Regions from separate parts of the Mus musculus genome. Here region 1 is linked to region 2. Evidence: chromatin contacts called from public promoter capture Hi-C data. All regions are on one chromosome and are shown on one strand. Each heading gives the region's core, a stretch centred on a gene start, on an enhancer-like site or on the middle of the called end of the contact. The rest is flanking DNA. Distances are from core to core; before and after follow the strand shown.

Evidence for each region. Promoter capture Hi-C pulls out the DNA fragments that hold promoters and counts their contacts.
Region 1: a promoter capture Hi-C map of pre-B cells shows a contact between it and region 2. The contact joins the promoter of Dmac2l here to the promoter of Klhl28 in region 2. A contact is called at or near these places in 2 of 39 promoter capture datasets (cranial neural crest and pre-B cells).

What each region holds. Positions count from the first base shown.
Region 1 is chr12:69,723,207-69,727,473 of GRCm38.p6, forward strand. It overlaps Dmac2l (distal membrane arm assembly complex 2 like), which reads left to right and starts at 1,739. Exons shown (of 5, transcript NM_026536.2): 1 at 1,739-1,808. L2hgdh (L-2-hydroxyglutarate dehydrogenase) reads right to left here and starts at 1,668. Exons shown (of 10, transcript NM_145443.2): 1 at 1,448-1,668. The coding sequence starts at 1,590.
Region 2 is chr12:64,963,263-64,967,086 of GRCm38.p6, forward strand. Klhl28 (kelch-like 28) reads right to left here and starts at 2,274. Exons shown (of 5, transcript NM_025707.3): 1 at 2,147-2,274. It overlaps Togaram1 (TOG array regulator of axonemal microtubules 1), which reads left to right and starts at 2,480. Exons shown (of 20, transcript NM_177805.3): 1 at 2,480-3,824. The coding sequence starts at 2,715.

The sequences.
Region 1 (4,267 bases), core at 489-2,988, 4.8 Mb after region 2:
TGATTAAACTGTATAGAGCTATACACAGAACACAGAATGCACATAAATTTGGTAAAACCTGAATGTGTGCATTGTATCAACATTAACACCAAGGCAAATGGTGGGACAGGAGGAAGGTGACATAAAACCATTCTATAATTTTTGCAACTTTCTATAGGTCTACAATTGTTTCAAAATAATCAGTATTTTAAAAACTGGGATAAGAAAATGGTTAATTGGCAAAGTGCTTGCCATACAAGTGAGGACTTGAGTTTGTACCCAAAGCACCTTTATGTAAGGGCATTCCTTGTTCAACCCATGTAACCTTGGGATCAGGGGCAGGGAGACAGGCAGATCCCTCGTGCTTACTGAGCAACCAACCAATCACCTCAAGAGACCCTATCCCCCACCCCATCCCTCTCCTGCCCCGAGGCAGTGGAGGCAAACACCTTTAATCCCTGCAGACACTGAAGATCTCTGAGTTCAAGGACAGCCTGGTCAACAAGATAGCCAGGATACAAAGAGAGACCCCATGTGGAAAAAGCAAGTGACAGATAGAAACACACACACACACACACACACACACACACACACACGGAGGGGGAGGGAAAAAGGGAGGGGGACAGGGAGAGGGAGAGAAATTGGGAGAGATCCAGTCTCAAAAGTTAAGGTGGCGCAGGTTGGGTGGCACGTGCCTTTAATTCCTGCACTAGGAAAGGAGTGGCAGGTTGATAGCTTGAGGCATTAGAGGCCAGCCTGATCTACACCGGAGTCATAGGACAGCCAAAGGAAAACAAACCAGTACCGTTTAACATGCTTTAAACGCGTCTTAAACAAAAACACTGCCCCTCTCCAGGGTCGTGCCACACCTCGGTCTGCCACTAAATCCATTCGCATGGTCTACCTTGTCTCAAACAATCAAAAGCTCCCCCACCCCCACCCCTCCACCCCGCCCTTAAAGCTTTCACACCGAACACTGTATTTGCCAGCTTTCCTAGGCAGCTCACAGTAGGCAACTGAGTTGCTTCTAGTGAGGACAACTCTAGTGTGTGCAAGGAACTGACCCACAGAAGCCAAGTTCTGGATTTTCCAAGCAACACAGGGGATGATAGTTAAGAAGCTGCATACTTATTGGCAGTGTGCTAGGTCTTTTAATCTTCAAAGTGACCACCTAGGGGCCAGACTAGGATCCTAGTCACCAGTCACCCTTTAGAGTGGTTAAGAAATGGAGAGGAGTTGTGTATTCGGAGCCAGATTAGCTCCGGACCTCAACTCAACACTGCCTTTCCTATGGCGCACAAACGCAGTGGACGAACCCTGCGGGTCAGCAGCTCCTGGGATTCGAGGCTGGACCACAGAATCAGGACTTCCTCGCCGGGGACAGAGACATCGAGTCGGGGGACACAGACAGGTTCAGTTGGAGATCCCTGAGCGGAACAGCAAGTGCAGGCCGCCGCCTCTCACTTACCTGGTGCTGGAGCTTCTGCGGCCACCCCCGCACAGTAGCCCGGGCACCCCGGACGCCGGTCCACTTGCGCGGAGGAAGCCCCCAGCCACGCAGTACCGGGCCAGTCCGCAGACACCGCCTACGTAGCGCAGGGTCGGCCACATGGCCTGCGCCACCTCCCCTCCCTCCACCCCAGCACCCGCAACCTGAACGGACTCTAAGGGTGAAGCGCGCCGCTCTCCAGCCCCGCCCCCAGACGAGAGCCAATGAAACACGCGCGTTTGCCTGACGTGGGCGTGGTCTCCGCTGGCCAATGAGCGAGCGCCGTGGAAGGAAAAGACCGAGGGCGAAGGGCCGGCCAGGCGCAGGGACGCAGCACGCCGTGAGTAAGAGGAGCTAGGGCGAAGGCGGGGACCGGGTGGTGGTTCCACTCTCCGGGACCTCCGCCCGCACAGGCTTGACTGGACGCCGGCGCTGTTCCGCCAGAGAAGGCTGGGCATGTCGGGGTGACCCCTGGCTCCTGCGGCCTCTCCTTCGGCCACGCCTCCTGGTCGGTTGGCGACGCTGTGGCCCGGGAGCTGGGGACTAAGCCACCTCCTGCCGCTCCCTGTCACTACCCTGCTGATTGCCCGCAGGTTTCTGGGCCCTTCATGGGGCTCCTGGTTGGTTGTTCATTCAACCACTGACTCAGCTTGTAAATATCGGGCGCTGAGCTAGGCGCTGGATGAAAGTAGACGGCTCGGTCTCTGTCGTCATTTAGTGTTGTTTTTTTGGTTTCTATTATTGACTTGTATATGTGCCTATGCGAGCTTATTGCAACAGGTATGTGCAGGAGTTTGTGAGACCAGAAAGGGGAGTACAGGATCGCCTGGAACTGGAAATTCTGAGCTGCCATGTGGGTGCTGGGAATCTAGGCCCTCAGGTAAGACCAGTTAACAGTCTTAACCATAGAGCCATCTCTCTAGCCCCAAACTTTTCTTTATTAATTTACATCTCTGCCCCAGCTTCCCCTTCCTTCTCTCAGGCCTTCCTGACTAAGCCAGCTCAGTCAACAGGTTCTCCAGGGAGGGATGAAAAAATTGAAAAGAAAAAGACAATTAGACAGTACTATTAACATAACCCTAGCCCGTTCTGAGGTTGAAGCAAGGTTATTTTTCCTCCAGTCAGTCTGCTTTTATACAATTCTAAGTACATGCAAAGAATAAGGTCAGTCCTAAGTCATAAACAGAGTTAAGGAACAAAGCCTAAACAAAGGTGCCATGATAGTTGTATTCAGAGTCTTATCAAGACCCATCAAAATACAAAATAACTCTGTCCTCAGCTGTGTTCATCTTGAGCCTACTTCCCAGTCCTGGCCCAACCTCAAATTCTTGCCAAATTTTTAAAAGCAGGCATCCAAAGCGCTGTAGCCTTCTTCTCACTATCGACCCCACCCCCACCCACCCACTTAGGAAAAGGGGCAGCCTCCTATGGATATCAACCAGCCACTGTATGTGACGTTGCATAAGACTAGACACATTCTCTCCTCTTGAAGCTAGACAGGGCAGCCCAGTAGGAGAAAAGGGTCCCAAAGGCGGGCTCCTGCTTATCCCACTTGAAAACCAAGCTACGGGCTGGTGAGATGGCTCAGTGGGTAAGAGCACCCGACTGCTCTTCCGAAGGTCCTGAGTTCAAATCCCAGCAACCACATGGTGGCTCACAACCATCCATAACGAGATCTGACTCCCCTCTTCTGGAGTGTCTGAAGACAGCTACAGTGTACTTACATATAATAAATAAATAAATAAATAAATAAATCTTAAAAAAAAAAAAAACAAAAAAAAAAAAAAAAGAAAACCAAGCTACACAAGTATAACATATGTGCCTAGGTCAGTCCCATGCAGACTTCCTGGCTCAACCTTTCCTTAATCACTAGACTAAGAGAGAGCTTTAAATGTCCATGCCTCCAGATAGCCACTCACAGGGGAGGGCACTTGTGTTTCCTCCACTGTAAAAATGAGAGCTATGCAGTCACTTAAAAGACCTTATAACTGTAAAACTTTGTGGTTCTTTGTCACCATACCAATGTAATTCCCATTCGGTGCTTGATGGTAGTCCTTCATCTTTAGGGTTAGACCAGCTTAACAGGACAGACTGTCGCTGGAAGGAAGGACTCGCTGGTTTGAATGTTGGTTCCAGCCAGTAGGTGGCTCAGGTTCAACCTATCATCTCCACCTCAGACAATTTTCTGTCTGAAGTGCCCCTGAGCAGATAATAGTGTGTGTATGAGAAGAGCTTGGCAAAGCATTAGCTTTTTATTATGCTTGATTGATTGATTTCATGAGTAGTACTACATGTTTTGTTTCATTGGTGGGGAAGAAACAATGTTCCCTGTTTATTCATTCCATCACAAACAAACAGCATGGATGATTGTATCTTAAATTCAGTGTGTTACAGTAATTGTGGGTTCTCATGCAGTTGTGAGAAATAATAAAGACCCCAGTGTCCTAGTTTGCTTTTGATGTGATAAATATCATGACCAAAAGCAACTCAGAAGGAAAGGATTTATTTCGTCTTACAGCTTATAGTCCATTGTGAAGGAAAGTTCGAGCAGAAACTGAAGTAGAGGCCATGGAAGAGTGTTGCTTACTGCTTCCCCAGTTTGTTTTCTTGTGTACCTCAAGACCACTTGCCCAGGGATGGCACCACCCACAGTGAGCTTAGCCCTTCCACACTGAGTCATCAACCAAGAAAATGCCCCACAAATCTTTTACCTGTCATACGTAAGAGTTTTCTCAATCAAAAGTCCCTCTTCCCAGATGAGTCTAGCTATTGTCAATTTGACCAAAACTAACACAATTG
Region 2 (3,824 bases), core at 1,024-3,523:
CCTAAGTTCCTTTTCTTTGATACTGATTACAACACAACCTCAGTCTGGTTAGTAACTTGGCTTCCTAAGTCCTTAGATACATGAAGAGTTTGCTGGATTTTTCAATCTGAAAATTCTGGTGACTAGAAAGAATTACCTTCTACTTCAACATAAACTGACATTCTAATGTGGACATTCTACTGTATACATCAGTCTCCTGTTCCCTTTCATGTGGACTGGGTTCCTGAAGTCTCAGCATACATGAAAAGAAGTATGCATGTAAGCTTTTGAGGTTGGATATGAGAATCTGTCTTTCTGTCCCTCCAAGCTCCCATAATAGTGTAGGTGTAATTCAGAACCTTGCACATGTTAGGCAAGTGCTCTCTAAGACCTACACCCAGCCATCCGGTACTCATTCTTTTTCACTGACCAGCATTATAATCATCTCTTGGTTTTCATTTCCATCCTTACTCTCTCTAAAAATAGAAAATGGGTGGGGACAGCAGCACGTCTGTTATTGTTTTTCTACTAAAATACATGTGTTAAACCAAACTCAGGCAGATCTACTTATACATCCAAATGATGAATGAAGGCTGTGGACGACACTCAGTGGCAGAACACTTCCCAGCATGAACAAAGCCCCTCGGTTCAGTGTTCAGGACAGTGAAATAACACAGAACAGCAGCAGCAAACCACAAAACAGAAGATAAAAGAAAGTGAAGAAACCCACCAAAGCTTTAAACCAAAGCACAGGATACATGGTTATACAGCCTCATTTATATTAATACTTTTTCCAAAATAAAAAATTAAGAACATTTTAATTATGTTATAATAAAAACTAATAAATACAATTTCAACTTGCATCACCAGGAGTATTAATTATTGTTATAAAGCACTTTGATACATGTGACTCAATTATTTCAAGATTTCAAAAAATAATATAGCTGGGTATGGTGGCACAGGGCTTTAATCCCAACACTTGGGAGGCAGAGGCAGGCAGATCTCTAAGTTGGAGGCCAGCCTGGTCTACACAGGGAGTTCAGAACAACTAGGACTAGACAGGAAAACCCAGTCTCAAAATAATAAAATAAAATAAAATAAAAATTGAGAGATATCCATTTAATACAAAGAGGGACAGAAATACTTTTGCATTTGAAGAATATAAGCTTGGAACTTCAAATTATAACTCAGTCTTTTCTCACTGAAAAGTAATTGTATTATTTCTTTTAAAAGTCTGCCGAACAACAACAAATCTGTTTTCAAGCTTGGTTTGACAGTGCACACTGGTAATCTCAACAATCAGAAGACTGATAGGAGGGTCAAGACTTCAAGACCAGCTTGGGCTATACAGTAATTCAGCATTAATGTTTCAAATACAGACACACAAAAAAGTTGCTCTTTCATGCCCCAAAGGGGTGTGGCCGTATAGGAGATACTCTTAGTTGAACTGAGTCTATTTATAGTTTCTTTTACAAAAAAAAAAAAAACACTCATCAGCTATCAAATTCTCATTTTGCTTAAAATAATGTCTATCAACCTAAATCCTCTGTGCAGAATTCTCTTAGGACTGTAATGCTAAGAACTTGCACCACAACTGAAATTGTCTAGCGATCTCCGTCTCCAGGAGACTGAAAGACTGCAGAGACTCTGGAGTATCCTAGGGGAGATGGGAAAGGTGGAGGTGGGGCGAAAGGAAAAGTCCCACAGAGGAGTTAAAAGATAAAGGCTTTAAGCACTCCGTTTAATGCAAAGGGGAAAACACTGATTCTACCTATCTATAAGAAAACTTGGTGATGCGGACAATGAAAAGGGACAGAAGCCTTTAACACTCCATAGCCAGCGGGTGAAGAGAGGAAAAGGAGGCAAGGGAGAAGAGGGCGGGGCGAGGAAGGTCCCCAACGACAAGAAAGTCTTTTTTAAAAAAGTACTCTGTGTGCTTGGCCTCGGTTAGGTTCTCCTGTACTACTAAGCAGGCTGCAGGTAGAAAGAATCTTATTTTGGACAGCAGTGAGTAGAACGTTTACAATGGTAACCAGCACTGTGCAGAACATGTCGTCTCTCTCTGCCTGCTCTGGTCCAGTTCTTTGCCTCGCATTCTGGCTCCTGGGGCACTCGGGGAACACACCACCAAAGCCTGCACCACTGTATAATAGCAAAAGGAAAATACCTGAGTCCCAGGAATAACACCTGCAGCAACAGGAGGAGGAGCCACGGAAAACTGGAACCCGGGATGGGATCCTCTCTTGCTCCCGTCAAACCTCAACTCTTATGGGTGGGGTGGAAAACTTCCGCCCCGGACAAGGGAGCGTCATTTCCGTCTAAGGCCTTGACCCCGCCTCTTCATTCTGGCTACGTTCAGACTTCCTCTTCCAGGAATCTTCGGCCTATGCTTTAAGTCCTTACATGGACTACATAACCCAGCATCCACCGCGGCAGATTGGTTTCCGGGTCAAGAGGTCCGCTCTGGGTGCATCACCATGGAAGCGCTCGGTTTGGTCACGTGGTGGCCCTGGTTACGCCGGGTGGCGCCTGTGGGGTCCCAGGCTCAGCGGGGGCCATTTTGCCGGAGGCTGGCTCCGGGAGTGGAAGGCCCGAGCGGCCTGGCAGCTGACCGGAGCCGTTCCTTCTCTTCCTCTGCAGCTCGGGGCTTGGAGAGGAACTGGAAGGCTGGGCTTCATCCAGCCCTCCCAAGACGGCAATGGTTCCCTCCAGCTCTCGCTACCTGACGACCCTCCATGGCGGCCGCGCCTTCCGAGCTGCTCCCGCTGCCGCCTCCTGCGACCCCTGGTTCCTATCGCCTCCTGAGCCGCTGTCGTCCTTACGCCCCAGGGACTGATGGTCGTCGATCCGGGGGCACCATGAGAGGCGAGAAAAACTATTACTGCCGTGGGGCTGCCGGGGATCATGGCTCCTGCCCCGCGACGCCGTCGCCTCTGGCCTCGACCCTCCTGTTACCGGCGGAGGCTGTTTCAACTAGCTGGTCCGGGCCTGGAAGTGGGCTCTCGGGCGGAGATGAGGAGGAGACTCGGCTTCTTCAACTCCTGCGCACCGCACCGGATCCTTCCGAGGCGTTCCAGGCTTTGCAGGCTGCCTTGCCGCGGCGAGGCGGCCGGCTTGGCTTTCCCCGCCGCAAGGAAGCCTTATATCGGGCGCTGGGCCGAGTGCTTGTGGAAGGCGGCAGTGAGGAGAAGAGGCTCTGCTTGCAGCTTCTCTCGGACGTTCTTCGGGGTCAGGGCGAGGCGGGTCAGCTGGAAGAGGCCTTCAGTTTAGCGCTTTTGCCTCAGCTCGTTGTCTCGTTACGAGAAGATAACCCTGCCCTACGGAAAGATGCGCTGCAGATCCTGCATATTTGTCTTAGGCGTAGTTCTGGGCAGGTCCTGCGAACTCTCATCCAAGGCCTGGAAAGTCCAGATGCCCGGCTTAGAGCTTCCACTGCGCTGTTGCTCCCTATCTTGTTCACTCCTGAGGATTTGTTGCAGGGTTTGGATCTCACTGAAGTAATAATATCTCTGGCCCGAAAGCTTGGCGATCAGGAGATGGAAGAAGAATCCGAGACAGCCTTCTCTTCACTTCAACAAATTGGAGAACGACTTGGTCAAGAGAGGTTTCACTCCTACATCTCGCGTTTGCCTTCTGCACTGAGGAGGCACTACAATCGCCGCCTGGAGTCCCAGTATGGAAGTCAGGTTCCTTATTATTTGGAGCTAGAAGCCTCCGGGTTTTCTGAAGATGCTGCCCCGTGTGTAGTGAATCTTTCCAGTAGCAATCTTAAATTTGAGATTATTCCCCAGGAACTCCATGCAAGACTGTTGGATCAGGAAGATTATAAAAACAGGACTCAGGCT